Linked DNA regions of Gossypium hirsutum: region 1 is linked to region 2. Evidence: chromatin contacts called from public Hi-C data. All regions are on one chromosome and are shown on one strand. Each heading gives the region's core, a stretch centred on a gene start, on an enhancer-like site or on the middle of the called end of the contact. The rest is flanking DNA. Distances are from core to core; before and after follow the strand shown.

Evidence for each region. A called contact is a pair of places that touch in the nucleus more often than the background predicts.
Region 1: a contact with region 2 is called in a Hi-C map of leaf, with 1.6 times the contacts expected there. The contact joins the promoter of LOC107945895 here to the promoter of LOC107962286 in region 2. A contact is called at or near these places in 2 of 34 Hi-C or Micro-C datasets (callus and leaf).

What each region holds. Positions count from the first base shown.
Region 1 is chrA06:91,722,058-91,726,468 of Gossypium_hirsutum_v2.1, forward strand. It overlaps LOC107945895 (PAP-specific phosphatase HAL2-like), which reads right to left and starts at 1,937. Exons shown (of 3, transcript XM_016880047.2): 1 at 1,405-1,937; 2 at 1-608. The coding sequence starts at 1,774.
Region 2 is chrA06:91,211,619-91,216,410 of Gossypium_hirsutum_v2.1, forward strand. LOC107962286 (helicase-like transcription factor CHR28) reads right to left here and starts at 3,059. Exons shown (of 12, transcript XM_041115684.1): 1 at 2,576-3,059; 2 at 2,005-2,080; 3 at 1,556-1,882; 4 at 347-1,431. The coding sequence starts at 2,827.

The DNA of each region.
Region 1 (4,411 bases), core at 687-3,186, 510 kb after region 2:
CAATGCCGGATTATCAATCGAGGATACTTGAACCCGTATTGCAGAGTTTGCCCATGGTACTAGCTTATTCTTCTGGTGTATAGGTTGTATCCAAGCCTCACCACTGCCTTTCCTTGCATGAATTACACAACCTTTATCCCACGAGTTGGATGTTGGTGGGGTGAGTTTAGATAGGATCCGGTGATAGCGGTGATGATACGTTAGCCATTCCTTCTTCATTGGATAATTTGGGCAACCAAGAACACCAAGAACAACTTCCCCATCCTCTATCAATGCTAAAGCAACAGCATATTGATCATCACGTACAAACCCGAATGTACCATCAAGGTGGCCAAGTGCCCAAAATCTTCCAGTAGGACCTCCTGATGAATTGCAGCGACTAATAGCTTCGAGTACATCCAAACTCCTGAGCCGCGTTTCAGGACCCTTAAGCCCAAAATGAGGTGCCTCAACTAGACAATCGTTGACTGTTTTCACCACAGCATCTAGCAGGTCAGCTGCATCAGCTTTAGAGAGGCTTTGAACATCTTTGTTGCCAAGAATAGACACATTTTGGCAGCCGAAGGATTCAGAAAGTATCCAGCTTACCGCTGCATGAACGCTCCAATCTAGAAAGTAGGAATCTTTGGTTAATCTAAGATGGATTTTGCAAGCATAAGCAAGGAAATAGAAGTGTGGGGATATGACTTTCCAAGGATCTTCAAGCAGATGAAAAAATAGTTGGAAAAAAGTTTAATAAACTCATGTTAGACATGTATCCATCCAAATACGAGTAACATAGTACTTCATTGAATGGCCATCAATTTGTTATGGGATTGAAGTTAGGGTATGTTAATGGACCTACTGATCTCTCCATTCTCAGGCATTGCTCCACACGTAATGGGTGACCAGGAATAGTTTCTCCCACTCAAAATTTTAAGGCCCAATTAAATGAGAGATGTGGTCAGCATTTTAACTGTAGGCATCAAATCCTTTTCATGACCCCTTATTTGTCAACAAAACATTGGCAACGCAGCAATTATCCTCATATATCAATTTCAGCTTGTACTAAAAATCATTAACTTTGAATTGGTACATAGAAACACTAGTGATCCAAATTTGTAAATCTGATTGTATCAGCATATAATATAATATAAAAGTATAAAGTAAAACTTGACAAATTTCGAAATTTATTTATGTAAAATTGGGTTCACATAAACACAAACTATATGCGCAAATTCCCCAAAATTTTATGTCCAATAAATCGTATTTCATTCTTGCTAAATAGATCGAAAATTACATGTTATAGAAATAGTGAATGGTATTTTAGTTCTTTGTACCTTGTACTGGAAGTATCCACGTTCTGGGTTACATTTAACCACCCAAGATGCAGAGTTAAAAGGAAAGAAAAGGTGATTGATGTACCTGGCAGAGTGAGAAGAGAGTTGTCATGTTTGGAATGAAGTGAAGTGTGTTGAAGATTGAGAGAGAGAGAAGAGGCCATTTGAACAGCCCTGATAGCGACATCCAATTCCTTGGCATATGCTTCTTGTGCTTGAGCTGGTGAAACAACAAGCTCTCTCTGCTCTTCCATTACTGAGGAAGAAGAAGAAGAAGAAGAAGAAGAGAAGTTTTGGTTAGACTTTAACTGAGAAACAATGTGGAAGTTGTGTGGGTGGGTTTTTGTCCTATGCGTAGGGAAGCAGCTTCCCACGTAGGTAGTGGAAGCTATGTAGTTGGTTTGTGGCAGGAGATGGGGGACTCTGAAACCAAGGGTTGAGCAATTTAAAGGCATTTGGAAATGATTAGATACTCTCGCTCTCTTCTTTGTTTTGCGTTGAGGAGACCTATAAATATAAAAACAAATAAAACAGATAATGGTTTATTGTAATTGTGAGACAAATTACACTCAGGTTGGGTGTAAATTTCTGCATATAATATCTCAATCTCTCATTGCAATGAGATTTTCAACTCAGAACCAATAACACTATATATAAACCAAAAGTCTGCATTCACATCTCTCTCTTCTCTTTAACCATTTTGATTATTCTCACATTTAATATTTATATTTTAACTTTTAATATCTTCTTTTTTATTAAAATGTTACATGATTATATATAATTTTTTCGACAATAATTAATTAATGTCATTAATACATTAATAATTTTAATATTTTTTTTAAATTTTAAAATATTAATTGATAAATTTAATAAAACTAATTTTAAGGAAGGATAATAACTAGACTTCAATTTTAAATCCAAAAAAAAGTGAAGGGGTGGAAAACCCTGATTTGAGTGCCATCCAGAGTGTTGTCTTACTAGGGGATGATCCTGTTTTGTGTCAAAAGTAATGGAGAAACAGGGTGTTGTAGTAATGGAGAGCAGCAGCTTTGATTTTGAATAGTTTCCACTGCATTCGTCAGTAAATGTTTCCTTCTCAGTTTTCCTCGTTAATTGAGCTTAAAGTAATGATAAAGAAGGCGTTAAATGGTGATTAGCATCATGGATGGGTCTCTCTTGATATTGGTGGTCTATCATCCCAAGGTAGAAGCTTGCAAGCGTTTTCAACGTTAGTACTCTTAAATACCAGGGCAATAATTCTTTGCTTTTGGGTGTCATCATGATTTCATCAATACGTTTGAAGTTAATCAAAGTGGTGTTGATAAAAGATAGCCTTAAGCGGTAACATTTTTTTTTTATATTTAATTCAACTTAAATGCTTCACACATTTATTTTTGAAATCCAAACTTCAATTTTATTCAACCTCAGCTGTATTAAAAAAAACAATTATATGTCAAAAATCTATTCATAGATAGTCAAAAATATTAAATTCTTGTTAAAAATAAATTTTTAATTCAACCATGGCGTTAATAATTTTCGTCATTGATTACGTTAATTGTTAAAATGAATTAATAGACCAATCATACAGTAACATATGATAACTTTTATTTTAATCTAATATTTTGTTATAAGAATAATTAAAAATCATTAAAAAATTTTATAAAAGAATAGAAATTTATAAATATTAAATTTTATGTAAACTTATAAAAAATAATACAAACTTATCAATATTATAAAATACAAAATATCTAATAAATCATTAATTTTTTATAAAATTAATATAACATATTTAAAAATGCATAACTATACAAAAATCATAAAAAATACAAATATTAAAATAATAAATTTGATATAAACATATAGGAATTTTAAAAAAGACCATGAAAACTTGATTAGGATAGGATTGATCAAAATAATTAGATTGAAATCAATAAGGTTATTTGTCCAAAGAAAGCCATTAGATCAGTTGACTTGGGAATCAAACGGTTGAACTGATTTTTTTTCAATGTTTTATTTAATTGAACTGGACATACCAGTCAAACTGGCATACTTGTAGCCTGATTGGTTCGACCATCAGTCTGATTCTAAAAACTGATAAGTGTCAAAAGTAACAAAATTTAGCCTCATTCTTTGTGCATTTTTAGGTGATTATGTGACATTAATTATGAATTATATAGTCTTAATATTCATGTGTTGATGCTTAATAGGGCATTTGGGAACAACATGAGTGAAAAACAATGGAAATTAGAACATTGGAGCCAGAGGCAAATTTAGGGGGGCTGATAGAGGCCCCGGCCTCCTAAAATGGAAAATTACTATTTATGCCCTTTAGAAAATTTAAAAAATTAAATTTGTAAAGGTAAAATTTCATTTTGCCCCCCTAAAATTATAAAAAAATTGATTTAACCTTTTAAAAATTATAAAGATACAAACTATTAAAAATTAAAATTTTATTTCGGCCCCCTAAAAAAATTTTCTAGCTTCGTCCCTGATTGGAGTATTCCAAAAGTTGTACACATGCAACAAAGTTTCACACGGGCAATCCAAGCTACCGTGTGTCTAGGGCATGTTGATCTTGGGACCCGTGTGCACTAACAACTGAAAGCTGCAATTTTTAGGTTTTTTTGACACTTTAAAAGGTATAAATAAGGACATAAATGAGGGAATAGGCAACCATCAAGAGATAGCACAAAAATTACCCAACGAATACTATTGAAACCGATTTCTAAGCAATTTTTCATTAGGATTCAAGAGTCCAAGTTGATTTTCAAGGGAGTTATCATGGTTTTCTTTTATTTTGGTGGTTGTATTGTATTTTTGGTGTTTACTTTTGTAAGTATGAACTAATTTTCTTAATACCTAGGGGAGATAAATCCTAAGATGGATTTTATTGTTTGATTTCTAGTTTTATGCAATAAAACCTTAGTTTCTTTGTTTTCAATTATGAAATACTTAATTGTTCTTGGGTTGATAATTCTACAGTGTTGATCTATGTTCGATGTGCTTAAGTCTAAGGTTGAATAAACCCTTCTTGATATTAGATCATGCATTATTGAATGGAATTGCATGTAATCCTATAAATAGGACAACAT
Region 2 (4,792 bases), core at 1,809-4,308:
TATTATATTTAGCCACTATATAACAGATAATAATTAACATTTTTGGCAGTCAGAGACAATAAGTTCGCATGTTTAGGAAGTAGAATTCTTTCGAAGAGACCAGTAAAACATTAGGGGCACTATTTCATTCAACCACTCCCTAAAAGATGACAATTTTTCTTCAGGTAAAAGATAACACATACCTAAATAAAGATATAACACAAAATAAGCCAAAGACAGTTTCTTCTTAGCCAGTTATGCAAAGTGCACTGTAATGGTCAAAATCCCCAGAAATTTAACCAAATTCTTTTGATTCACCAGTCCATAAAAGCAAGAAACAGTGCAATCTCAAACAAGTAGCACTAACCTGCAATGCAACCCGAAAAATTAACTGTTCATCATTTCCCTTGAGCCTGATACCTCCTATTCCTGGGTTATGAAGCTGAGTACTAGATGTAGTATTCGGCAAACTTGAAGTCTTCTTCACAAGCACCAGAGATTGGTTTGACCGGGCAGGTTGACTAATGTCTTCAAGAATGCATATATCAGGGTCATCATCAACATGGGATCTGCAATCTGATGAACTGCTATGAATAGATTCAGGACTGACTTTTGAAAGACCCATACTCCTTGAAGGAATGAACTTATTCTCTCTTTCATCCTGAAAACAACCTAACTGCATCTTGCTTGAAGTAATTGGGTATGCACCGGAAAAATAGTGCTCTGGGGAAGTTAAATTTAAATGTCTCTCACTGAAGAAAGATTGACTACTAACATTTAGATTAATGTCATGATTGTAATGATGAGCATCCTTGCCATTAACCACAAAATCCTGATTTGATATAGAAGGATAAATATCAGATGACTGCTTTGAGGCTTCGTCAAGAGATAATGACTCAGCAACCCTGTTAGTAGACTTTCTCCAGCTAGCTTCATCTAAAGGTTCAGCAGAATGGGAGAAAATATTGCCAGATGTGATCAGTTTGTTATCTTCATTCTTTCCATAAACTGCTTGTTTGTTATTTGAAATGCAAGGTTGAGAATGAGTGAATGGCTGCAGCGAACCTTTGTCATCAAAGAGTCCATCATTGGCAGTGTATGAAAATTTTCCATAGGCTGGTAAAACATGTCCATTCCCTTCACCTTCAAAATGATGTTTCTTTACATCAGAGAAACCATTCATTGAGAGCTGTGATACAGACCTATTATCAATCTCACCCTGAGAATTGAATATTATCCTACTACTGGAGCATGCACTCTCAGTGGGAAATTCCACAACTTCACCCTCCTTACTTTCATCAAACATAAAATTTAGGGAACCAGGCGAGTGTTGCATTGAGGAATCAGCAAAATATGCATCATCTCCATTCATGTAACAACTTATAACTGAACAGGGATCATACTGATCAAATATTAAGTTTGTATTCTCATCAGCAGGGCTGTGCAAAGCATCTGAATATTCAGTAAACAAGAGTCAGCATTTCCACTAAAAAACTCGAGCACAGCAATAGGAAAAAATTTCAAAATGTACAACTAATGACAATGTTTAGATTGAAGTAGCAAGTGGGTAACGTACTTTTGTAGCCGAACTCCTCTCTAGTATTCATGAACAATGAGCTAGTTTTATCATCCACAAGATCAAATCTTAAATTATCTCCATGATCTAACACATGGTTGCCATCTATCTCAGAAAAACTAGATGCTGTACTACAGCTGGGAATCTCAACTCTCTCTCTGTAGGAGGTCCCTTGACAAATTGCAGACCACTCTTTAAAACTTGCAGAGGATGTTTGGACCGGTGAACAATCATGTGCAGAGAGTTCTAAATTCCCATGATAATAAAAGGAGCCACCAGCAGACCCTGCCCTAGCATCTGAATCATCGGAATTATTTCTTAAACAATCTGCAAAAGTAAACCCCGAGCAAGGCGATTCTTCAAACCCCAAGCAAGGAAATATCATCAAATTTTCATTATATATATAAAAAACAGAAACTTAGAAAAATTTTTGTGCAAAGAAATTTTACCACTTTGAAGCTGGATGGATTCAAGATCCGAGTCCCCTTGAGACATATTTCTAAGCGATGGTTCTTCTGGATTACTCTGCAATTTAACAAAAGAAAGAATAACCTATCTAGTAAAAGAATAGAAAACGAGATTGAACTTTTACCGAGAAACAAGGGCTAACAAAAAGCCATGAAATATCAGTTCCACAATCTATAACCTCGAGTTTAAGAGTGAAAGTACGCAAAGTCAATTACAATTTATGAGATGAATTTGGATTCCAGATTCACAAATTAAGCAAGGAAGTACTTGAGTTAAATAAATTCCAAAATAATCATAGTAGAATGCAATAGTTCCAAATAAAGTAAGTTTAATTTCATTCAATCTCAAACAAGCTATGAACTATGTTCTCAAAAAATCAGCTAAAATAAGCAACCATTGACTCATTTCCTAGGCTTTCCAATGAAGAGTACGTGATCTATACAACAAATTCCCTTTCAAAATTTCACAATTAAGGAGTAGGATTCCACTAAAATCTTCACACTCCACACCCTAAAAGTGGCGCCAAATTAAACCGCAAAAGAAAGTAACTACCTGCGGAGGATCAGAGTTCTCCTCAAGAATACGATTGATGCTGTCGAGATCGATGCACATACCATCCCCAACGAAATCATCAAACTTATAATCAGCCGAGAGATCGCCACTTGACAAGATTCCGAAGCTATCATTGCGGTTATCTTCCCCCATCATCAACATCAAACAAGAAGAAAGAAACCGAGAACCCTTACTTGCTTTTAGAAACCCTAAAAAAAAGCAGTTGTGAAACCCAGCCGATTTACCGGACATAAAGAAACAAAGTATTGGATCCAATCAACACGGATCGCATCACTTCAACGAAGAAATTAGAGAGAAGTTTCCTCGACAGTTGGCGTTGGCGGTCTTAAAATTAGATGCGACTTTTTGTAAAGAAAAAACAAATGTAAGAGAATCGTGAAAGAATGCGGTGGCTCCTTTTTGGGATTAAATAAGGATTGGTTATTGTAGAAAGACTTTTGCGCAGACTAATTTTAGAGTTTCCCATTTATATAAAAAAATTTATATATTATCTTAAATAAATAAATTGTCTCAATTTCTTCGGTAGGACGGAGGACGGCGCGGAGAAGACAATAAGAGGGGTGTCAATCAAGGATCCGACGTCGTATTGTACTCTCTTTTTTACTTTTTTTTATTTAGGATGATTTTATAGCGAAGTTGCGGAAGTCGGTGCAAGAGACACGCGAGTAAAACGCGCATGATTTGATTTTTGGCGCGTGATTTGTACAAGGATGACTATGGATGCCCAAAAAAAAAAACACCGTGAATTAGCGATTAGATTTGATTTTGGTTAGAAGATAATTTATACTTATCTGATTACAAAGATAGATATAAATCGTCTCAACAAACCATTTCATTTGATTTTCTCAGTGTTACAATTTAGTTTTGATTAAAGCATTGTAAAAAGAGCTTATTTGATATAAAAAGAAGATAAAATTATTCCCAATTAAATTTACCTAGGAAGAACCGGAGATTTCGTGGGTGGATGTCGGGGAATTTACGTCGCTTCGGATCGCGCTCTTTCTCTTACTTTTCATCAATTTCAGATTTACATAACAACGGGATTGTCCTCTACGTGAAAAACATGATGTGCTACATTAAAAACAATAACATTATGTTAAACGCATCATTAGGTATCATATCTTAAAATATCAATAATCATTGTTTCTTTTAATGTAAGTCAAATAAATGAAAAAGCTATGGAAACATAAGCTTTTTTCTTTCCTCGATATTCTTAGTAACTTGCTTCCTATTATTCTTTGTTTTTATGCAGGTCTTTTGTGGTGAAAACAGAACTGTAAGCCATTGTTGACTTCTTCCATTTTTTTTTTTGAAGACAAGACAAAATAAAGTTGGAGCAACTTGTATTTTTTAATAATAATTAATATTAAATAATTACCTTTTTATAAAAACAAAAAACATAGTTGGTAAGAGAGTTAGAGGAGTTCTACATGTGTGTTAATATACTCATTAAACTAATATAATATCAATCGGGTTCTTTTTTTGCATTTTTTTTCTTAAAATTGGATGTTTCACAATTATTATTTCTAAATGTGTTTTTTTCTAAATATTAATATTTCATGCATGAATAATATATACATCACAATTGAATAAAGAGGTGATACATCGCTAAAAATGAATTTTAATTAATTTAGCTTTAAAATTTTATGATGATGTGTCATTATTTCAGTAACCGATGATGCATAGAATTATACATTATCAGTGTATTAAATATTAACTATTATTCAAGATTAAACAAACTTAACATTAATGGGTTTGAAGGTCCATGCGGATAATCTTTGAAGAAAACTCGACATCCATAAGTGCCAAGGTCCTACTTTTATACTAGAGATTCATCATGCAATATGATTCCCACCATTTAGGTTATGATGAGATAACCATACCCTAACCTCGACACTTACGGATATATCATGGGTATTTTCGAAGATTTCGTCAATAATTCTGTACTTCAACTAATACGAACTTGACCTTAACCAGTTAGTTTAACCTCGATACATATCGATGTATCGTGTAAGTGTTTTTTTTTCTTTGTTTTAATGTTATTTGTGTTATTATTATTTTTTTGAATATGTTATATACTATATTATTTTTATTGTTATGGTAGTAAATTAGTTCTTTATTGGATGATATTAAAAATTATTGAAATTGCTAGTATTGTTCCTAATATTAGTAATTTGATATTTTAAAGGCTTAAGT